Linked DNA regions of Mus musculus: all the other regions are linked to region 1. The links are chromatin contacts, called in public HiChIP or PLAC-seq and Micro-C maps. All regions are on one chromosome and are shown on one strand. Each heading gives the region's core, a stretch centred on a gene start, on an enhancer-like site or on the middle of the called end of the contact. The rest is flanking DNA. Distances are from core to core; before and after follow the strand shown.

Region 1 (4,012 bases), core at 1,139-3,638:
TAAACCCTTTCCTCCCTAACTGCTTCTTGGTCATGATGTTTGTGCAGGAATAGAAACCCTGACTGAGACAGGTACACTCTGCTCTCAGGGTAGGCTTTTTATAGGAAAACCAGTTCAGAGGCTTAAAGGGCAAGGAGATTAGTTGGCTTCCTAGGCAAAGGTTATTAACCTTTAAGCTGATTGGTTCTAAGTAAGGTAAGGGGGGTGGATGGGTGGTTGAACAGGGGAATTTCAGAACATTGAGATAACAGCATGAGTATTATAATAGTAACTTTTTGGCTTGTTAGTAGCATTCTTCAGTGTCACCCATAAAAAACCACATTGAGTTCCTATGTAAGTTCAGGAAGAGCTGCCTGGGGGTCAGCTCTGACTTAAGATATTTTAGACATAACAGTTCATATTGACCATTAATTTGTTGGGTCCTACCCTGTCCAACACACACACACACACACACACACACACACACACACACTCCAATATCTCCTACATCACCAAGTCAATTTGGTTTCACCTGAAAGAACACTCTCCACACTGCTAGCGCCTTGTCCCACGTGCTCCATTGGGTCTGTCAACAGCAAAGCCTGGCTGGCGGAGATTTTAGCTGGAAGGACATTCCTGTTGTAACAGTGTTCTTTAAGTTAATGCAAATCAAAGCCAATGAGATTTCATCTTACCTCAGAATGGCTATTACCAAGAAAACAAAGGACCACAAACGCTGGGAATGATGGGAGTTGGGGAAGTGATTCTTATATGTAGTTGGTGGGTCTGCAGATTAGACCCCATATATAGAAATTAGAAGTTCCTCAAAACAAAACAGACTGGACTATTTATATGATCCAGTTCTACCATTTCTGGGTGTGTACCCAAAAGACTCAAACTCAGTTTGCCATATAGACACCTGCACACTAGTGCTTGTGAGATATTATTCACAATACAAGGTTATGGCATCAACCTGGGAAATGTGGTGTATATACACTGTGAATTCTACTCAGCAATAAAGAAGAACAAGACAACACCAGTGAGGTGGCTCAGCAGGTAAGAGCCCTTGCCAGGGAAGCCTGTCAGATGGAGTCTATGCCTGGATGGCATGGTGGAAGGACAGAAGACATCAAAGTTGTCTTCTGACTTCCTCATCACATCTCTCTCTCTCTCTCTCTCTCTCTCTCTCTCACACACACACACACACACAGAGTAATAATAATACAAAAAAGGACAAAAATAATTTCAAGAAAATGGATGGAACTTGTTCTTCATATTATGTGAAAACCAGACTCAGAAAGATACATGGCATGCTTACTCTCTAACAGGAGACTCAGCAGGGGGAAGGAAGGAAGAAAGAGGTGGGACCATCAAGGGCGTGAGTGAAGGGAGGGGACATGGTAAGAAAGGGTAACAAGAGCCTATCTTCAAAGTGCCTTATGTGCGTGTGTAAAAAAAAGTCACATAAAGTCTATTGCTTTGTACAATTACTATCCATTAGTTTAAAAAAGGAGGAATCACAATCCCTTTTTGGTCGAAGTGATAAGATGGTGAGAATGTGTCCTTTGCATTTTCGCAAAACTGTAAAAAGAAAGTCTAGGTCTCTGGGGGAAAAGAAATCAGTCAATAATCAAAGCAAGGCAGTGTCAAAACACTTGTGATGTCAGCTTCCAGGAAGCTGAGGCAAGAGGTCTGTGAGTTCTAGGCTACATAGCAAGCCTGGGCTATTGGGATACACTGTTGGGATACCTTTGTGTGTTTCTGGATTCTATTAATTCTGCAGAGGCAGAGAGCTAAATACTAGCTGCAGCTTGGTGTTATTACTTCTATGGCCCCTCACCGGTCTTATATTTTGTAAGTAGTTGTTATTCCTCACTGGCCTAAGGCAATCTAGAATTGTATCTGCTTGGCTGTAATAAAAATCTGACGGCTAATAACTGGGCAGGAAGTGGAGGGTGGGTCTTCTGGGCAGAGAGAGGGACGCTGGGAGAAGAAATGAGACTCAGGAGATTCTCCAGCAAACTTGGAGGTGGACTTTTGTCAGGCGAGATTAGCATCTGAGCAGACCCTATAATCACAAACGTTCTCAATAGGTCCACTAGGAGTCAGTAGAGACTTCCTCTCCGGTTACTCTCACTTGGGTTCCCAGATGTGGGCGGGGTTGGAGGACTAAGGTGACTGAGGAGAAAGGGGGCCCTGGAATATATCAAAGGGTACCCTCATCTTTGCAAGCAAGAGTTTGTCGGCCCAAGGAACCAAAAAGAACGTGGAATGGAGAGAGTGAAGGGAGAAGCAACCGGGTGAGGCTGGAGGAGCAGGAAGGCAGCAGACAGTGGAGGACTGGAGGGGCGGGGCTCGGACCTTAAGCGCAATGCCGGCACTCTCGGGGTGTTCAGGGTCACAGTCAAATGCTGTGGTCAAAGATTTCTAATTGTAAGGTGCAGCTTGGAAGCAGAAAGTTCACATTTGGGAGCCGGAGTGAGCATAATCAGAAAGGAGGCTCTACTGCCTCCTAGTGGACATTTTGAGATCATTGGTGATTTTGCATTTTTTTTATCTTGCTATGAAATAATAGGGGGAGCCCTATTATTTCATAGCAGAGACTAGTTTTGATGACCTGTGTTCTTTTTGTTTATTTTTTCATTTACCACAATTTTAAGTTATATTGTTCATATGTTTCTTCTATATCTCCCTGCAATATGTTCTCTCTTCATATAGTTCTGTCTGAAGTGGCTTCCAAAAAAAGTTCTTGAGTTAAATGCCTGGCTCTAAAAGCACAAAACCTTTGGGAGACTGGACCTAGGTGAAGGAAACTAGGTCACCGGGGACATGACCTCATAGGGGGTTATTAAGACTCAGACTTGCTATTTCCTGGATGCCATGTAAGGAGCAGGCCTCCTTTATGACGCTCTCCTGCTGTGATACAAGGATCTGACTCACCCACCCCAACAGAGTTAAGCAACCCTGAACTGAAATTGCTGAAGTCACGCAACAAACCAACCAAAAAACCGCTTTCTTCCTTCCGCGTGATTTATTCCAGGTATTGGTTATTGAAACAGAGAACTGACTGACAAACTTGCTAAAGGCAATATTCATAGTTGTAAACCCTGACGTATAAAGAGTTATTCTTCTAAACGGTATGCGTCAGTTAGGAGAATGGTTAGCTGCAGGCAACAAAAACATCTGATGGGAAATGTAAATGAGGAAAATACCTAAAAAAAAAAAAAAAAAAAAACCAAAAAAACCAAAAAACCAAAAAAACCAAAAACCAAAAAAACATCTGATGAGATGGCATTGAAAAACGTAAGTTTTTTTTTTTTCTCTTTTTGCTACCTGAAGAAATCCAGCTGTTAAAAATTGCCAGCCTGGTGTGGTTTTACGGTGGCAGTGGCATCAGGCACCCAGGCTGTCTCTATTTCTGCTTCATTATCCTGCCATGTTGATGTTGTCCCCACATGTGTTATCTCATGGCTGTAGCATCACTAGTCCAGATCCAGGCATCATGTCCAAGGGAGAACTGGAGGAATGAACAAGGGTGGTGCCAATCTCGTCTTCTATAGAAGAAAGAAGTATCCCAGGAGCGGCTGCACACATTGCTCCTGTGCCACTGCACACATTGACCTGTGCCTCGTCCAGAATTGTGTCCGAGGTTTTGGCTTCAAAGGAAGTTGGGAAAAAGTCCTTGTTTAAAGAAAACAATAAACATGAGTTGGTTTACTTTTTATTTTATGTGTATGAGTGTGTATTTTGCCAGTACTAAGTAAGTACACTGAATATGTGCCTGATGCTCTTAGAAGCCAGGAGGGAGCACTGGAGTTATAAGCTGCCTTGTGGATGAGAATGTGAAGACCTGAACCTGGGTCTTCTTCCAGAGCAGCTGCTGTGACTAGCTTAACTACAGAAGCCCCTCCCCAAACAGGGAAATTAGGTCTGCTCAGGAGTCAAAAGTTTTGGCCTCTGGAGAGGTTGGGGCTAAAAGATTAGAGGCTCATCATGTGCTAGGAATCTGGGAGAGAGGGTGCCGTTACCAGAG
Region 2 (4,365 bases), core at 1,535-4,034, 290 kb after region 1:
ACCAAGGCAACTTTTATAAAGGCAAACATTTCATTGGAGCTGGTTTACAGTTTCAGAGGTTCAGTCCATTATCATCATGGTGGGAAGCATGACAACATGCAGGCAGACATAGTGCTGGAGAAGGAGCTGAGAGTTCTACATCTTGATCTGAAGGCAGTCAGAAGACTTTCTTAAACGGGCAACCAGAAAGAGGTTCTCTTCAGCTCTGGGTGGGGCTTGAGTACTAAGAGACCTCAAAGCTCACCTACACAGTGATGTACTTCCTCCAAAAAGCCCACACCTATTTCAATAAGGTCACACTTAGTAGTGTCACTTTCCGTGGGCCACTCATATTCAAACCACCACATTACACTCCCTGGCTCCCATAGGCTTTTCAAACATATGAGCCTATGGAGGTTATACCTAGCCATAGCTTAATGCAAAATACATTTAGTCCAACTTCAAAAATCCCTATAGTCTATCACAGTTTCAACTATGTTTAAAAGTTCAAAGTCTCTTCTGAGAGTCATGCAATTTTTAAACTATAATCCTTATAAAATCAAAATCAAAAAAGTAGATTACATACTTCCAACATCATAATATATACATTACCATTCCAAAATTCCAACTCCTTTGCTGCCTATGCTTGGCTGTCCTGGAACTTGCTCTGTAGATTGGTTTTGAACTCAGAGATCTGCATGCCTCTGTCTCCTGAGTGCTGGGATTAAAGATGTGTACCACCATGCCTGGACCCAAGGTTTTCTCTACCTTTTCACAAGATCTTTATAAGTTCTGGATTGTAGTTCATTCCAGATGTAGTCAAGTTGACAACTGAGAATAGTCATCAAATCTATCCTTCCCTTGTCAATTTGAGACATAATCATATCTTCTTATGTCCAAATAAAAACAGTAGCCAGGTCATAAGAACACATAACATGATATTAACTACCCCTCACTGAACTGAATGCATAAACAATAAGCTTAGCTAGGTGGGATCTTGCCATGAAGTTACCACTCCTTTAAATACATTTGATATCCTTGAAGTCAGGATTTGGTTCCATACTATTTCCTGGTGCCCCCTTAATAAACTTACACCATGCATTTTGTGTTTTTCCTTTCTAAGCTTGCTATGTTTGATCAAAATGCCCCTCATAAGAATGAATCACAGGATAAAGTCTAAACTAGGGTTTGTTTGCTTGCTTGCTTGCTTGCTTTTTGAGAATTTCTTTGTCAATGCAATTAATCTAAATCTTTTTATCTTAGCCTCAGGCATACTCTCCAGACAAAGGCAAAAAGAGTGACAGTCTTTGCCAAAATATCACAAGAATGATCTCTAGGCAACATACTAAAATTCTTCTCCTCTGAAACCTCTGGGCCAGGCCTTCAGAGTTCAAATCACCCTTAGCACTAATTTCTTCCATATTCCTTCTAGGCTGGCCCATTGAGCCACATTTAAAGCATTCCATTGCTTTCCAAATCCAAAGTCCCAAAAATCCACATTCCTCACAACAATACCCCAGTCCCTGGTACCAACTTCTATCATAGTTTGGGTTTTATTGCTGTGAAGAGACACCATGACCAAGGCAACTCCTATAAAGGCAAACATTTAGCTGGGGCTGGCTTACAGTTTCACAGGTTCAGTCCATTATCATCATAGCAGGAAGCATGGTGCTGAAGAAGGAGCTGAAAGTTCTACATCTTGATTCCAAGGCAGCCAGGAGGACACTCTCTTCCACACTGAGCAGAACTTGAGCTGTAGAAGATCTCAAAGCCTGCCTACACAGTGACACACTTCCTCTACAAGGCTATACCTACTCCAACAAGGCCATACCTCCTAATAATGCCAAAACAACCACAGGCACATTAAAGGAAAATATCCCCAACTGAAGATTTCTTGGCCAATACTTCTAACTCTTGAAGAAAAAGCCACACTGGTATTTATGCCTAAATATCAAACTTTTCACAAAAGATTAAGTGCCAATTTTTTATTATGACTGATTTCTACCACCAAGAGATAGAAATTCATAGAGGTTGGAGTTTTTTATTTAGCTAAGTTGCTCAATTTTGAGAACTATACAGAGATGCAAAGTACAGAAAGAAGTAAGACCTCCCCAGCAAAACAGAACCTAGAGGAAAGGAGCAGGCAGGCACAGGGTGAGGTGAGAGGGGGTAGGCATGGGGTGGAGCAAGAAAGAGAACAAGTAGAGCCCCAGTATCTACCTTCCTTTCATTGATCTCTACCTCCTTAAGGTAGTTGTCCTGGTGACATGTTACAGCCTTTAGTACAGTGGTCCTCAACCTGTAGGTCATGACCCCTTTGGGGATTGAATGACCCTTACACAGGAGTCACATAAGACCATTGGAAAGCACAAATATTTATGTTATGATTCATAACAGTAGAAAATTACAGTTATGATGTAGTATGAAAATAATTTTATGATTAGGGGTCACCACATGAGTGTTGCAACGTTAGGAGGGTTGAGAACCACTGCTTTAGCACATGAGTTTTGGGGCACACTTTAGAGCTGCCCAGTAACAGATTCCAAGTCTATTGGGAATCTTTTTGTCTCCTAGGCAGAAGGCATTTCTCTGGTTCTTTTATGCAGTCCTGGTTTCATCTGATTTTATGTTGCTAACTTATCTGTATCTCCTAAATTGTGAATTCTTTGAGAGAAGAAAATATGCCCTTTAACCTTCTGCTCCAGCAGTGAATGCTTGTAGAAAAATGCCATGGGTCACATTCCATCCAAATGCCTGCTAACAAGGTCAACTCACCCCACATTTCATGGTCATTCCAGAGGGAAGAGCCAGCCTACATTTCATTTCAACATGAGTGAGTGTTTATTGCAGAAGGTTCTAGCCCTGGCCTGTTGAACAACCCCTGAGTAGTCTATGGAATCCCATGCTTTCTTACATCTGTCCTTCATTTCTTCCTAGGAGATTGTCTCTGACACTTCCCTTCTTTCTATCACATTGATGCTTCCTTCTTGAGCCTTGGTTTGTCCAAGCTAGATTCAAAAGTGGAATCAACGTTCTTGGAATGGTGATTGATGCTCTTTTTAATCTGAGGATAATATTGGAAGTTTTAATTAAATGCCAAAACAATTATCAAGGAATTTGTTTAGAGAAGAAGTCTGGAAGTTTGTGTCAATGGAAGAAGATATTTGTGCCTTCAGTCAGATCTTAAAGATAACAAGGCTCTCCACCTGCCTACAGGAGGACCCAATGACAGACTTTAGTAGCAGTCCAAAAACCTGCCTTAGTTATATCATCCCTGGTTCCCTCTAGAGCCTCTTTAGCCTGAGACTCTTGACAGATCTGCCATGGCCTAGATAATCCAGCTGTGATGATCCGGTACTAAACACACTAAAGGTGACAGAGTTGACTCTGAAAGTGGCAAAGCCCAAGATAAAAACCATCTATGAACACAATATACTTTTCCAAATATGTTTGCATTTTTACACCACCTTTTTCAGATATTGCACTCACCACGTACTCTCCCTCATGCAAAGGTGTTGCTTGCTGCTGTGGATTAGAGATGTAATCTCATGTGAACAGTGTCCAGGCAAGTTCACAAGCTCCTGAAGTGGGTCTTTATGCTCATCCTCTTGATCAAATCCCTAGTCTCCAACAAAGCATGAGGTCCTAGTAACACACACTCCTTCAGAGGAGTGGAGTTTGGAGATGATAGGGTAGAGAAGTCTTGGGATACAGTTACTCCTAATTCAGGGGGTTAAAAAAAAAAGGAGACTGGGTATTCCCAGACAGCATGTCTCTAATAAAAGTAGAAATGATCAGTTATTTAATGTTATTAACTTTGTGGACAAATACACTTAAGAGGCTATTGGGAGCTATGAGGAAAGTTATAAGAAAGATTAAAAGTTAATAAAAATTCTGAACTAATAAAAAGAAAGGCAATTATTAACTTTGGAGAAAACCAAAAAGTAAAATAAGAAATGTCACAATAACATGCTGCAGTATGCAACTGTAAGTAATGCAATGTTTGTATAAGCTTAATGATGTGAAATCAGAACAGTACTTAATCTGAGTATAACATGCGGCTTGAAGGAAGGATGGAAAGCAGAGAGGGCAACATCAAAGTTATTTCAACTTAGCGTTAATGTGAATTCTTCCGTTAGAAGTAAAACTGAGCATCTTTCTATATTTTAAGAACCATTTACTTCATGACAAATTTTCTTCGTTTCTTCTGATCACTTTTAAAAAGACTTATTTTTATGTTTGTGTCTATGTTTTCATATGTGCACAAAGGCCAGAAGTGGGCATGAGATTTCCTGGAACCTGAGTTACACAGATGGTTGTGAGCTACCCAATGGGGGTGCTGGAAACCTAACCCAGGCCCTCTGGAAATGCTGCAAATGTTTTTAA
Region 3 (4,251 bases), core at 156-2,655, 450 kb before region 1:
CTCATGTTCTGGAGAATTGGGGGGTAGCTAAGATCCATGTTACAAACTGTGTCCCACTGTCCTTCCTTCTGCTGTGAAGGAGAACCTGGCACTAGAGCTCTGTGGTCTCAGCAGCAGTCAGGAACCTGCAGGAAGCACTTACTGACAGTTGTGTGAGAAGAGATTTCTGTACCAGCATCATCTCCCATGTGACCTTCCTTCCCGACTATTTCAGCAGAGGTTGTTCAGGGTATTAACTTAGGTCCTGAGGCCAGCTAGCCCTGACTAAATCTCTATGATGTATTTGCTTGATCAGGATATCCAGGAAGGGGAGCTTCTGTGCTCTCCAACATCGAGGTTTGAGGGGAAGTTGGTCTGACTCTTTTGAAAGCATTTTATTTAGTTTGCTGAATGGGCTTTAGTTTAGCCAGTGTTCTATTGCTGTGAAGAGATACCATTTCCAACGTGTAACTTTTATGAAAGGAAACATTTAAGTGGGGGCTTGCAGTCTCAGAAGCTATTATCATCATGACAGGGAGCATAGAGGCACAAAGGCAGGCATTAGAGTGGTAGCTGAGAGCTACATCCTCATCTGTGAGCAGAGGCAGACAAGGTGTGAAAAAGACAGAACCTGGCCTGGGCTTTTGAGACCTCAAAGTCTACCACCCCCAGTGAGACACTTCCTCCAACAGCTCCTGCAACAAAGCTCCATCCCCCGATCCTTCTCCAGTCCTGCCACTCCCTGGTGAATGAGCACTCACATATATGAGCCTATGGGGGTCATTCTTACTCAAGCCACTACAGGCTTTGTTTTGTGTCTCAGACTTTATGTCAATAGAATACCTAGACACCTTGTTACAAGACAGGCCTGGAAAGCCTGCAGTGCTGACTCCCTGCCAGTAGCACATTCTGAGGAGCAAGTCCCTTAAGTCGCTTACCTGCTCTTACATTACGCCTTTCCCTGACCATTTAGTGAGCACTGTTGGTGTCCCCAACCTGAACCTGGTTCTGGGGAAACACTTGCTTATTCACTTCCGTGCTAATGGCCAGGGAGCAAGCATGCTTTCATGCAACACTGTGAGTTCAGTACAACCACAGGAGGAGATTGCAGACTTCCTTCGTGTACTGTATCACTATGAGGTTTTCCAAACCAGTCTCCCTTTCACCTCATTTTTTGGCATGCCTTATGTACTTGCTTATACTTTCTATCTTATGACATGAAAACAGAGTGGCATTTGGAGGCTTAAATTTATCACATTCCCAATTCAATTCCATTTTCAGTTTACTCTTTCTGTATATACATCAGTGTGCAGATAAATATCTCTTTGTGTGAGCATTGGAGGCCAGAGGTTAACCTCTGGTATATTCTTCCTCTATCACTCTTCACAGGGTCCTTTGATGAATGTGGAGCTCACTGATTACATAGACTAGCTGACTCAACCCTCAGGCCTCATAACCCTGCCTCTAGCCCTCAGATGAGATTACAAGCAAGCAAAACTACGCCTGGCCTTTTATGTGGGTGCTTGGAATTTGAACTGGGTACTTATGCTTGACACAAGTATTTTATCCACTGAACCATCTCCCAAGCCTCCATTTGCAGTTTTTTACCTCACCCTTCCAATATATATATTTATTTGTATGCCCTTTGTTCAAGATTTTAGTCACCTTTTACATTTTTCTTCAAAAATAATTGCACCAATTTCTTAATAATGGCACCCAAAAGTAGGAACATTAGCCTAGAGTATACCCTGTGAGCCAGGAAATGTGACTGGTGAGACTTGTAAAAGGGTCTTTTTATTCTGGCCCTCAGCGGAGGCTCAGCAGTGGAGCATGCATGCTGTTCCTCTGGAGGACCCGAGGTCCCCAGGGGCCAGGTCACAACCACTTGTAACTTTAACTCTGATCTAATGCCCTCTATGGCTTTTGTGCTATAGTCTCTTGCACTAACCCACACTCAAGGCACACATACACACATTCTTTAAAAGATAAATTATTTTATTTTCAAAGGTTTTTTTCTGCATATAGAAGTTAATAATTTGTCTGTTATGCTCACCAGATCCTAACAAAGCACCTGAAATTCAAATCAGGATGAGTTCAGATGTTCAGTATTTTGAACTAGTAAACCGAACTGCATAATTCCTAAAACTTTGTTTTCTTTCCTCTTCCCCTTTAAAAAAGAAAATATCTGTGGCAATGGCTGGCATTTGGTTGGAAACTCGTGTCTGAAAATCACTACTGCTAAGGAGAATTATGACAATGCTAAATTGTCCTGTAGGAACCACAATGCCTTTTTGGCTTCCCTCACATCCCAGAAGAAGGTGGAGTTTGTCCTTAAGCAGCTTCGATTAATGCAATCATCTCAAAGTATGGTGAGTTAATGTGTTCAGAACTTTGGTTTCTAGGGCACAACAGCAGCTCTTATGTAGAAGGCCACAGTTGTATGTTATTTGCCTGGTAAGAGAAAGAATTACAATAAATGATTAATAATATACTGTGGGCCTCTATTTCAGAGGCTCTTCTTTTGATACCTTTCTTCTTGTCTTAAAAAGTTCAGTACTTTGCATATTTTATTAGTTGTTATTATTAAGTAAATTATAAGGTATGAACATATGGAATGAATGGTAATATGTGTACATATTCTGGTGACATCAGATTATTTTGTACTTGATTTATATCTAGATTCTGCTTGGGAAAAGGGAGAGTAAAATGTTAGTTACCTAGGTGTCATTAAAGCCATCTACAGCCCCTGGAGGTATTATTATAGCACATAGTGTAATCGTCAGTAAGAAATGTAAAATCTGCCCAGGTTTTATAGCCTTCTTCCTAAGGCTTCTGAACTCAGAAAGTTCTCTTACTCTAGAGCCAAACTCTCAAATGGCTTGTAGTTACTATATAGTCTCATTTGGTATTTTTCTTGGTAAGTCTAATTCTAAGACTTGTGATTTGACTGTGATGCTTCAGTCAATTAGATATTCACAGAGCAGCTTTTCTGTCTATGCTGGCTGTGGTACAGAGAGATGTGAGGGACATGTTTTTGTCTAGCCAGGAGAAGACAGAATGCAGCTCAGCATCTCTCATTTGGCACCACCTTCATGTGATGGGATGCCGGTATGGTGTGGGTCCTGGTTGTTAAATCTCAGGAAGTCCATATATCCAGAAATGACCTCAACTATAGGTGGATTTCTGGCAATTAGGTAAAAGTCAGCATTCCTTGGGCACTTGGGAAACTGGTTACCATCTGCATAAAGGAGTCATTTCCCTTCTATCTGGCAGAAGGGACATATGGCTATCTATTGTGCCTGTCAGCATGGAAGCACATGCTAGTCTCCAGGTCCCCCCAATATCACAAGTACCTATAGCAGTGAATTAGTTAAACTGATTTGGCTCCCAATGGGTCAAGTACAGCTGCACCTGCCCAAGAGCTCTTTGGGTTTGCAAATGAGAGACACATAGTTAATTTTTATATGCTTTGACTAGTTCAGTTGCTGGACATTTCTAATCCTCCCTGCAGTAGCATACATTAACCCCTCCAACTTTCCTGAGTCAACTTACTAACTCAACATTTCATCTCTGACACCCCAGACCTAATGGCAGAGTGGCCCTTAGAGCCACTTTCCCAATTTTTTTTTTATCAGATATTTTCTTTATTTTCATTTCCAATGTCCCCTTTCCTAGTTTCCCTGTCCTCTCCCCCTGCTCCCCAACCCACCCACTCCCTCTTCCTGGCCTTGGCATTCCCCTATACTGGGGCATAGAGCCTTCACAGGACCAAGGACCTCTCCTCCCATTGATGACCGACTAGGCCATCCTCTGCTGAATATACAGCTAGCACCACGAGTCCCACCATGTGTTTTCTTTGATTGGTGGTTTAGTCTCAGGGAGCTCTGGGGTACTGGTTAGTTCATATTGGTGTTCACTTTCCCAAATTCTTACATGGCTGGTTTAGTTCTTTCCTGCAGCTCTTAGGTCTAATCCCTTTCCTTCCTCTGTCATGGTGATTGCCTTCCTCTCCTATCTCAGTTCCTTGCCTGCTCAATCTAAAAGTCCCACCTCCATCTTTCTGCCCAGCCACTGGCTGTATGCAGTTCTTTATTATCAGTTGAAGCCAGCTAGGGGCAGAGACCTTCAGGTCTGTAAGTGCTTTGGGGAGCAGAATTAAGACAAAGCATTAGAACCAATTCCCAACAAGTACCTGCTATACATTTCAAAGTCCATATTAGTCTCCTGGGTCTTCCCTTCCCCAGCTACTTGTCCTCCTTGTAATCCAAATGA

What was found. Hi-C and Micro-C count contacts between places; a contact is called where the count stands out from the background. HiChIP or PLAC-seq counts read pairs in DNA pulled down with a chosen protein or histone mark.
Region 2: a contact with region 1 is called in an H3K27ac HiChIP or PLAC-seq map of the NIH/3T3 cell line, with 5 times the contacts expected there. The contact joins two enhancer-like sites. A contact is called at or near these places in 3 of 39 promoter capture datasets (the 3T3-L1 cell line, embryonic stem cells and liver), 1 of 15 datasets of contacts at CTCF or cohesin (the NIH/3T3 cell line) and 1 of 115 datasets of contacts at active chromatin or transcription factors (the NIH/3T3 cell line).
Region 3: a Micro-C map of the G1E-ER4 cell line shows a contact between it and region 1. The contact joins two enhancer-like sites. A contact is called at or near these places in 1 of 39 promoter capture datasets (the 3T3-L1 cell line), 6 of 15 datasets of contacts at CTCF or cohesin (the NIH/3T3 cell line, embryonic stem cells, large pre-B cells and 2 more), 75 of 484 Hi-C or Micro-C datasets (the 3T3-L1 cell line, the AtT-20 cell line, B cells and 41 more), 7 of 115 datasets of contacts at active chromatin or transcription factors (embryonic stem cells, epiblast stem cells and pancreatic cancer cells) and 1 of 9 other capture datasets (embryonic stem cells).

The regions. Positions count from the first base shown.
Region 1 is chr2:131,420,888-131,424,899 of GRCm38.p6, forward strand. No RefSeq gene overlaps it. Among named protein-coding and RNA genes, the nearest start is that of Smox, 69 kb to the right of the region's middle. Within about 2 kb of position 2,389, at least 188 of the 459 cell types and tissues checked have an H3K27ac peak or open chromatin away from gene starts, as enhancers often do. A contact at or near this core is called in the G1E-ER4 cell line, the NIH/3T3 cell line, erythroblasts and 1 more, where this site is marked.
Region 2 is chr2:131,709,342-131,713,706 of GRCm38.p6, forward strand. No RefSeq gene overlaps it. Among named protein-coding and RNA genes, the nearest start is that of Gm30986, 29 kb to the right of the region's middle. Within about 2 kb of position 2,785, at least 15 of the 459 cell types and tissues checked have an H3K27ac peak or open chromatin away from gene starts, as enhancers often do. A contact at or near this core is called in the NIH/3T3 cell line, where this site is marked.
Region 3 is chr2:130,973,721-130,977,971 of GRCm38.p6, forward strand. It overlaps Atrn (attractin), which reads left to right. Exons shown (of 29, transcript NM_009730.3): 15 at 2,158-2,348. Among named protein-coding and RNA genes, the nearest start is that of Gm30286, 50 kb to the right of the region's middle. Within about 2 kb of position 1,406, at least 18 of the 459 cell types and tissues checked have an H3K27ac peak or open chromatin away from gene starts, as enhancers often do. A contact at or near this core is called in the G1E-ER4 cell line, erythroblasts and group 2 innate lymphoid cells, where this site is marked.